Linked DNA regions of Zea mays: region 2 is linked to region 1. A link is a contact called in public Hi-C data. All regions are on one chromosome and are shown on one strand. The core of a region is the stretch at or near the end of the contact, and the rest is flanking DNA. Distances in the headings are between cores, read along the strand shown. Region 1 has its middle 14 kb from the start of LOC100304088. Region 2 holds the start of LOC100285901.

Region 1 (3,687 bases), core at 659-3,158:
GAGGGTACCATTTTCTTTTTTATTCCCATTCCATGGAGTACAAGTCAGAGAAGGCAAGTGTGTAGGAGTGGTAGAGTGCAGCTGTTGCTAAATTGTTGTTCCTGTGGAGTATAATGTACTCGCTACTGCTGACATCGACAGCTCCGGCCTGCAGCTGCATTTGTCCCTTGAGAGCAAGAATGTAACGGTTCTTGTTCTTGTGCTCGCTGCTGCTGGAGAACCTCCAGCCTGCTTGGTGAGGTACGGTACGAACAGAGCACGCAGCATACCATCCTCCCGTGCAAGTGCAACCAGGCCTCCCTCGCAAATGCCATGATTGCAAGCATGTTCAAGCAATAAGAAAGGGATGAAATGAAAGCAATATAATAAACGCATGCATTCATCCCCAGACCACATCTATCCCATTCTTTTCGCTCCGTCAGTTTTCTTTCGAGATCAGAGGAGAGCCAGTGGCACCACCCAGCATGAGATACGAACTGAAACTGACTACACAGTAGCGCCGCGAAAGGGGCGCCAGGGAAACTGAAACTGACTACGAACTGAAACTGAGAAAGGGAGAGCTGCTACTCACTACTCAGTACGCCGCGACCTCACCTGGAGCGCCTAGAGGGAGAGCGCCGGGCAGAGAGACCAAGTCAGTCGGGAGAGCCACGAGGAGCACCGCGGACTCGCGAGCTCGACGAGCGCCGGGAGCAGTCGGGCGGGGAGAGGGAGACGAAGGCGAGGCGCGGCGCGGCACAGAAAGGAGCGAGCTCGCGATCCGTTCTGAGAAACGGAATGGCGTAACAGCGAGTTGACCTCGGGCTAAATCGGACTCAGATACCAGAAATCTGAAGTTCAATGGATTATAATACTAAAATTTCAATTGCGTGGTTCGGGATACCGATTTTCTGAAGCCCAGTGTTGGGGATATCACGGTTCCAAAAAGCTCGAGCGCCAGGGGCTTGCCAAGCGTTGCGCGACCAGGTCGGGGTCGGGTCGGGTCTCACGCGTGCGTGGGACGTGACCCGTTCGTTCCAGTATCTCCGTTCTCCGGATTGCGTGGTGAATTGGTGATGCCGTCCTGCTACTGACGGGCGCCGTTTCGTTCGCGCCCGCCTCTCTCTTTCCCCTGCTCGTCCGTCCCCGTCCGCGGCATCAGTATCACCCTGCACTGCTGCATGCATCAAGGGCAGAACAGAAGGCGTTCTGTGACGAGAGCACCGGCGAAACATTCAACCCCGCGCCGTGGCGATGCCTTGTGTGACGACTGCCGCCGCTGCTGCTGGCCCTACTACAAGTAGCAGTACTACAGGCGAGGTGGGAACCCTGAAGGTTTTCCCCGTCGGGCAGCAGCACAGGGCAGGGCAGGCAGGCCTCACTGAGACACTGACCTCGCGCTCGCAGTCACGTGAACACGGAGCACCTCGTTCTCGTCCCAAGCCAGGTCTCTCACGCTCGGCGCGTACGTCTCCGGGAGACGAAAGCAATGCAACAACAACCATCGGCTTCGGCGCACTGCAGGGTCGTCGGGCCAGGGGTTCGCTCTTCGCTCGCATATGCATCAAAGCGGACACCGGACGCGCTGAGATCACATTAAACTCGACGACGACTTCCATTCCACCGCGCTCCGGGCCGTCTGATCGGATCGACTGATCCCGCATCCCCAGACCTTGGAGTGGTCGGCAGGCACCCTGGCTGGCCACGCACGGAGCCACACCCGTCACGGAACTGTGCGGGGGCCAGCCGCAGAACAGCTGATGGCGAGGAAGCTTTTTATTGAACGGGCCGGACGAGCATGTACGGTGCCCCACTTGCGTTGCGTTGCTTGCTCCCAATTAACTTGGCCGGGCGCGCGGGGGCCTGGGGGGTCCGGTGCGAGCGCGAGGGCAGGTGCAGGCTGCGGGCGATCGACTCGTGTTGTCGACCGACGCGACGCCGTCGAGTTGGGACGCGCACGGCCATGAGCTGCCGCCGAGCAGTCCCCATCGCGTACGGACCAAGAGCATTGAAGCAGCGAGACGGAAAAGGCACCCGCACCATGCTACAGACCTTGCACCGCCGGGCCCCGCCGGGTGAACAGAACATACGTAGAGTGAGTCTGTCTGCATGCCCGTCTCGTACGTTTTCCAGCGCGTGCCTGGACTGGACGATTCGGTGGCGCGGCCTCTGCTCAGCCTGCCGTCTCGAGAGTAGTAAACGAGAGCCCAGCGCCGCCCCCGGGAGCACTATACGTATTGTTTTCGCAACGACCAAACCAAACCGTCTTGGCAGCCGGAGCTATTAATGAGCCACGTGTACTATACTTCTCCGTCTGCGGTTCTGGTCCTGGTCCTTGCTCCTGAAAGAAAGAGAGGCCGGCCAGGCGAGGCCAGCGGCGACCGGCGTGGAAGATTCAGGGGGTTTAAAATTAGGACGAGGCCAGGAGACTCCAGGTCTAGCTAGCGCGGTTGATTCGTCCCTGGCGCCTAGAAGCAGGAATCAGTCCACCGATAGTGAGGGGGGAGATTCTTCCCTAAGGGCTGATTTGGTGATTAGGGATCCCTAAGGGATCCATGGGGGAGGAATCCCCTTGCAATTCAATTTTGAATAGCAAGAGGATTTCTTCCCTTGGGGATCCCCGATCACCAAATCAGCCCTAAATATTAGCTCCGTCGACGGCGTCTACCTAACCCAGCACCACCAAATCGTACAAGTAGGGAGCGGGTCGAATTCTTAATATATCTCTGGGTCTGGGGGGCGGCCGATATGCTTTGGGAAGAAAGAGTCGCATGCATGCAACTTGCGCGCGTGCTCCCCACACAACACACCCCTCCTCACGTTCTAGTACGTACGTAACGTATCTCCGTGACTTCTCTGGCAGCTTTTCTCTGCGCATTCCCACCCGCCGCTCTCTCTCTCTCTCTCTCTCTGCCTCTCGACACTGAACGAACGCCTCTTTTTTTACACGCTGGACGGTGAATCTCTACGCTGTATCCACTATCCAGGGCGAAGCAATGCAGGGGAGAAGGATCTATATGGTGGTTGGAGCAATTAAAAAATTTGACCACGATGGTACTAGGAGGGTACGGCGGTAACAAGAGGGAGCTGCACGGATGGCGGGCGTAACTGAGGGTAGATCGGCATTCAGGTTAAGTACCATCATCAGTAGTGGTAGCGGCGGGCACAAAAAAGTCGCTGGAGAATTTGCGTGACCAGCCAAGCCATTGCCACCCGCGCGCCTCCTCAGTCTTCAGTCTCAGTGAACGCGATAGCAAAAGATCTTCCCGGCAGGACAGGGGCGTAGTAGGACCATATCGCTCTCGCTTTCCGCGCCAGTAAACCTCGCCGAATTGTTGTTGTATTGTATTGTATTGTATGTTACCCTTTATCCCGCGGCCCCGCGCTCCTTTCGGCCCCCAACTAATTTGCGAGGTGGGGTGGAGACGTGGAGTGCAGAGCAGCGCAGGATGGACCGACGGGAGCGAGGAGCCTGTCAAGATTCCTGTTCTGTGCGTTTTAAGACATGGTTTGAGCCGCGTTTCGGCTTCCAGAAAGTCTCTTGCATTGCATAGCCAATGATGGATGGAGGAGGAGCCACACTGCTGCTCCGGCCTAACTCGGATCTATTTGACAGCCGGCCGGAGCAGTACCCTCTGCAACGAGCTGCGCAAGTGTTCGTATAGGCCGGAACAACAACAAAAATGTCCACAAGAGTGAGTCTCAACA
Region 2 (3,687 bases), core at 350-2,849, 290 kb before region 1:
CCGACGATAGGTAGTACACCGCCGGCTTCTGGCACGGGCTGCGCGCCAGCGGCCTCGTGTTGAAGGCGTACGCTGTGTAGTCGGCGCGGCGGTACCAGTTGAGGAACGTGCGCGCCGGCATCTCCATCTCCCGAGGCGACATTATGCCCCTCGCCACCAGCACCGTGAACCCCCACGCCACGGACACCGTCCAGCGGTTCGCGCTGTCGTAGCAGATGGACTGCTGCATCAGCCCCGCCGTGTCCAGCTTCACTGGCCCGTCGAACAGCCGCCGCACCGCCGAGGGGCGCGACCTCGCGTCCGGGAACAGCGGCTTCACGACGTCGAGGTGGTGAAGCGTCACGATCGGCGCCACCGGGTGGGACGCGAGGAGGCCGAGGAGGTCGCCGTACACGTCGTACTGGTGGAACCCCGGGTGTTTGGTGAGCGGCACGCCCAGCTCCGCCATGCACGCCTGGATCCGGTCGTCGCTGCCGTACAGCGCCGGGTACCGGCGGAGGCAGCCATCCTGCATCCGCGCGAGCGCCTCGGCCAGCGGCCGGCTGATGGCGAAGCCGCCGCCGCCGTACGCCATCCCGTAGGAGAAGTAGATGTTCTGCAGGTGGCTCTCGGAGAGGGAGCCGATGTAGTAGGGCTGGCGGTGGTCGAACTTGTTGAGCACGGTGAGGAGGTTGTCCGGGAAGAAGACGGTGTCGTCGTCGCCCATGACGAACCAGCGCACGCCGGGGAGGCCGAGGCGGAACGTCTCGGAGACGATGCGGGAGATGCGGATGGCGGAGCGGTGGCCGCGGCGGTGCGTGTAGGGGAAGGCGGACGTGTCGGACGAGATCCTGATGGCCGGGAGCCCCGTGCGCGCCGTGGACATATTGGACTCGCGCACCTTGCGGTCCAGCCACACGTAGCCCCGCATGGCGCCGCGCGGGCGCCACCACACCTTGATGTACTCCTTACGCTTGTCCCAGAACCGCGACGACGCCGCGATGCCGAACACTACGTGCTGCAGCGTTGTCGACGTGGACCCAGCCACGGTGGAAGGGGGCAGCTGCTTCTCCGCCACCGCCGTGAGGTTGGCAGACATCCGGGAGACCGAGACGGCGTCAGGCGCGCAGTTGGAGGCGGCCGACGACGCCGAGGTGAGGAGGAGGTGCAGCGTGTAGAAGAAGTAGAGGGCGGTGAGGGGGAGGAGGAGCAGGAGGAGGAAGCGGAGGAAGGAGGCGGTGAGCGTCTCCTTCCCGCCCCCTCCCTTCATCATCCCCGTCGCCGTGGCTGCTGCTCCTCACGGCCTCACCCTCACCGTATCGAACGAACCCCTCGGCGCCGCCGTCCACCGCTTAGCCGGCCGAGCCGCGAGGCGCCCGATTTCGCCGGCGGAATCAGAATCGGTGGGGTTTCGCGGGGGCGAGAGGCTCACACGGGCTGCGCATTCCCCTCCGCGTGTTACTCCGCGCCGCCGCCTGCTGCTCTCTCTCTCCTCAGCTCGAGTTCTCTCCTATCGGTCGGCGATTTGGGTGGGATGGGAGAGCGGTGCGGTGGGTGGGTCGGCGAGCGCTTCGGTTTCGTGCCCGCTTTTGCCCACCTTTTTCTCCCCGTGCCGCTGCAGCTGTTGCATGCCTGCGGGCTGCTGCTGCCGCGCCGCCGCCTACTGCTAATGGCGAGATAGTTTATTAGCGGGGCCTAGAGATTTGCTGCTGACGCTGTTTCGCCGCATCAACATTCACTGAAGCATGCGTGTGTGAGAGGAGAGAGAGAGAGAGAGAGGATGTAAATGGTATCATTAATAATCTGGGTTGTGAAGATGAGGTAAAAAAAATCGAAACGGAGATTGAACAAACGATAGAAACGGATTGACCGATTGACGCTCGTGTGGCTTGGAGCCATACTTTTGCTGGAATTTGGCTCCCTCAATTGCAAACTGTTTTTCTAGAGAATTTAGAAAAGCTAAAAATATACGCCATGGGAATTTAGAAAAGGTAAAAACATATAATAAACAAATTGCTTGTAGCATTACAAAGAATTACCTCCCACTTACAAACATCCGTGAAGGTAGCACTCATATTATAAACAAATTGCTTGTAGCATTACAAAGAATTGTATTCAACCCATGTGTGCCTAATTGCTTGTATCTTCTTTATTTGTAGGCTATTTGTAGGCCACTTGATTATGTACAGTATGAGTGCTGTTGGTGAATGGCAGGGATGAACAAAACATGGCAAGTGGTAGTTCTTTGTGTCTGTTTACATATGGCTTTATCTAAATATGTATTTCTCTACCGTATATTTTTGTCCCTTTCTTAAAACTATGCCCAGGTGTATTATGATTAAAACTACACCACATGAAAATGAGGAAGACATAAGAATAGTTTTTCAGTATTTATAAAATTGAAGTTTAGTTGTTCCAAGGGTTAATAGAGGTAGTGCAATTCCTAAGCATAATGATTTTGATGTGGATGAGGTTGTCTCACCCATTTCTCCTGACCATGTCAAGCAGAAAAAATGTTCTGACATGACACCCATGAGGAGAAGAATAAGAAAAGTAATATTAGATATGAGTGTGTGAGGTATCTTGTGGATGCATCTTAGTGAATGGCAACATGACTATCATTCAATAAGAGCAAATAAGGTGGTTAACCATGCTATTTATCACTTCAAAATTGTCGGGGACCATAATTAGGGGTACCCTCAAGACGCCTAATTCTCAGCTGGTAACCCCCATCAGCATAAAGCTGCAAAGGCCTGATGGGTACGATTAAGTTAGGGATCAGTCCACACGAGTGACTCGATCATGCTTCACCCGAGCCTAGCCTCGGCCAAGGGCAGCCGACCTCGAGAGACTTCCGTCTCGCCCGAGGCCCCCTTTTTATGGCGGACACATCACCGGCTCGCCCGAGGCCTTGGCTTCGCTCAGAAGCAACCTTGACTAAATCGCCACACCGACTGACCAAATTGCAGGGGCATTTAACGCAAAGGTGGCCTGACACCTTTATCCTGACACGCGCCCCCGGCAGAGCCGAAGTGACCGCCGTCACTCCACCGCTCCACTAACCAGTCTGACAGAGGGACAGCGCCGCCTGCGCCACTCCGACTGCAGCACCACTCGACAGAGTGAGTCTGACCGGCAGTCAGGTCTTGACAAAGGCGCCACGGCGAACTCCGCTCCGCCCGACCCCAGGGCTCGGACTCGGGCTAAGACCCGGAAGACGGCGAACTCCGCTCCGCCCGACCCCAGGGCTCGGACTCGGGCTAAGACCCGGAAGACGGCGAACTCCGCTCCGCCCGACCCCAGGGCTCGGACTCGGGCTAAGACCCGGAAGACGGCGAACTCCGCTCCGCCCGACCCCAGGGCTCGGACTCGGGCTAAGACCCAGAAGACGACGAAACTCCGCTCCGCCCGACCCCAGGGCTCGGACTCGGGCTAAGACCCAGAAGACGACGAAACTCCGCCTCGCCCGACCCCAGGGCTCGGACTTCGCCTCGGCCGAACGACTTCCGCCTCGCCCGACCCCATGGCTCGGGCTCGGCCACGGCAACAGAAGACGGACTCGACCTCGGCTTCGGAGGAACCCCCACGTCGCCCTGCCTAGGGCACAGACCGCCACGTCAACAGGAAGCGCCATCATCATCCTACCCCGAATCGACTCGGGTCACGGAGAACAAGACCGGCGTCCCATCCGGCCAGCTCCGCCAGAGG

The links. Hi-C and Micro-C count contacts between places; a contact is called where the count stands out from the background.
Region 2: a contact with region 1 is called in a Hi-C map of tassel, with 2.5 times the contacts expected there. The contact joins the promoter of LOC100285901 here to the enhancer-like site in region 1. A contact is called at or near these places in 4 of 25 Hi-C or Micro-C datasets (ear, leaf and tassel).

Annotation. Positions count from the first base shown.
Region 1 is chr2:15,913,657-15,917,343 of Zm-B73-REFERENCE-NAM-5.0, reverse strand. No RefSeq gene overlaps it. Among protein-coding and RNA genes, the nearest start is that of LOC100304088, 14 kb to the right of the region's middle. Within about 2 kb of position 1,908, at least 17 of the 20 cell types and tissues checked have an H3K27ac peak or open chromatin away from gene starts, as enhancers often do. A contact at or near this core is called in ear, leaf and tassel, where this site is marked.
Region 2 is chr2:16,199,743-16,203,429 of Zm-B73-REFERENCE-NAM-5.0, reverse strand. LOC100285901 reads right to left here and starts at 1,599. Exons shown (of 2, transcript NM_001158790.2): 1 at 1-1,599. The coding sequence starts at 1,252.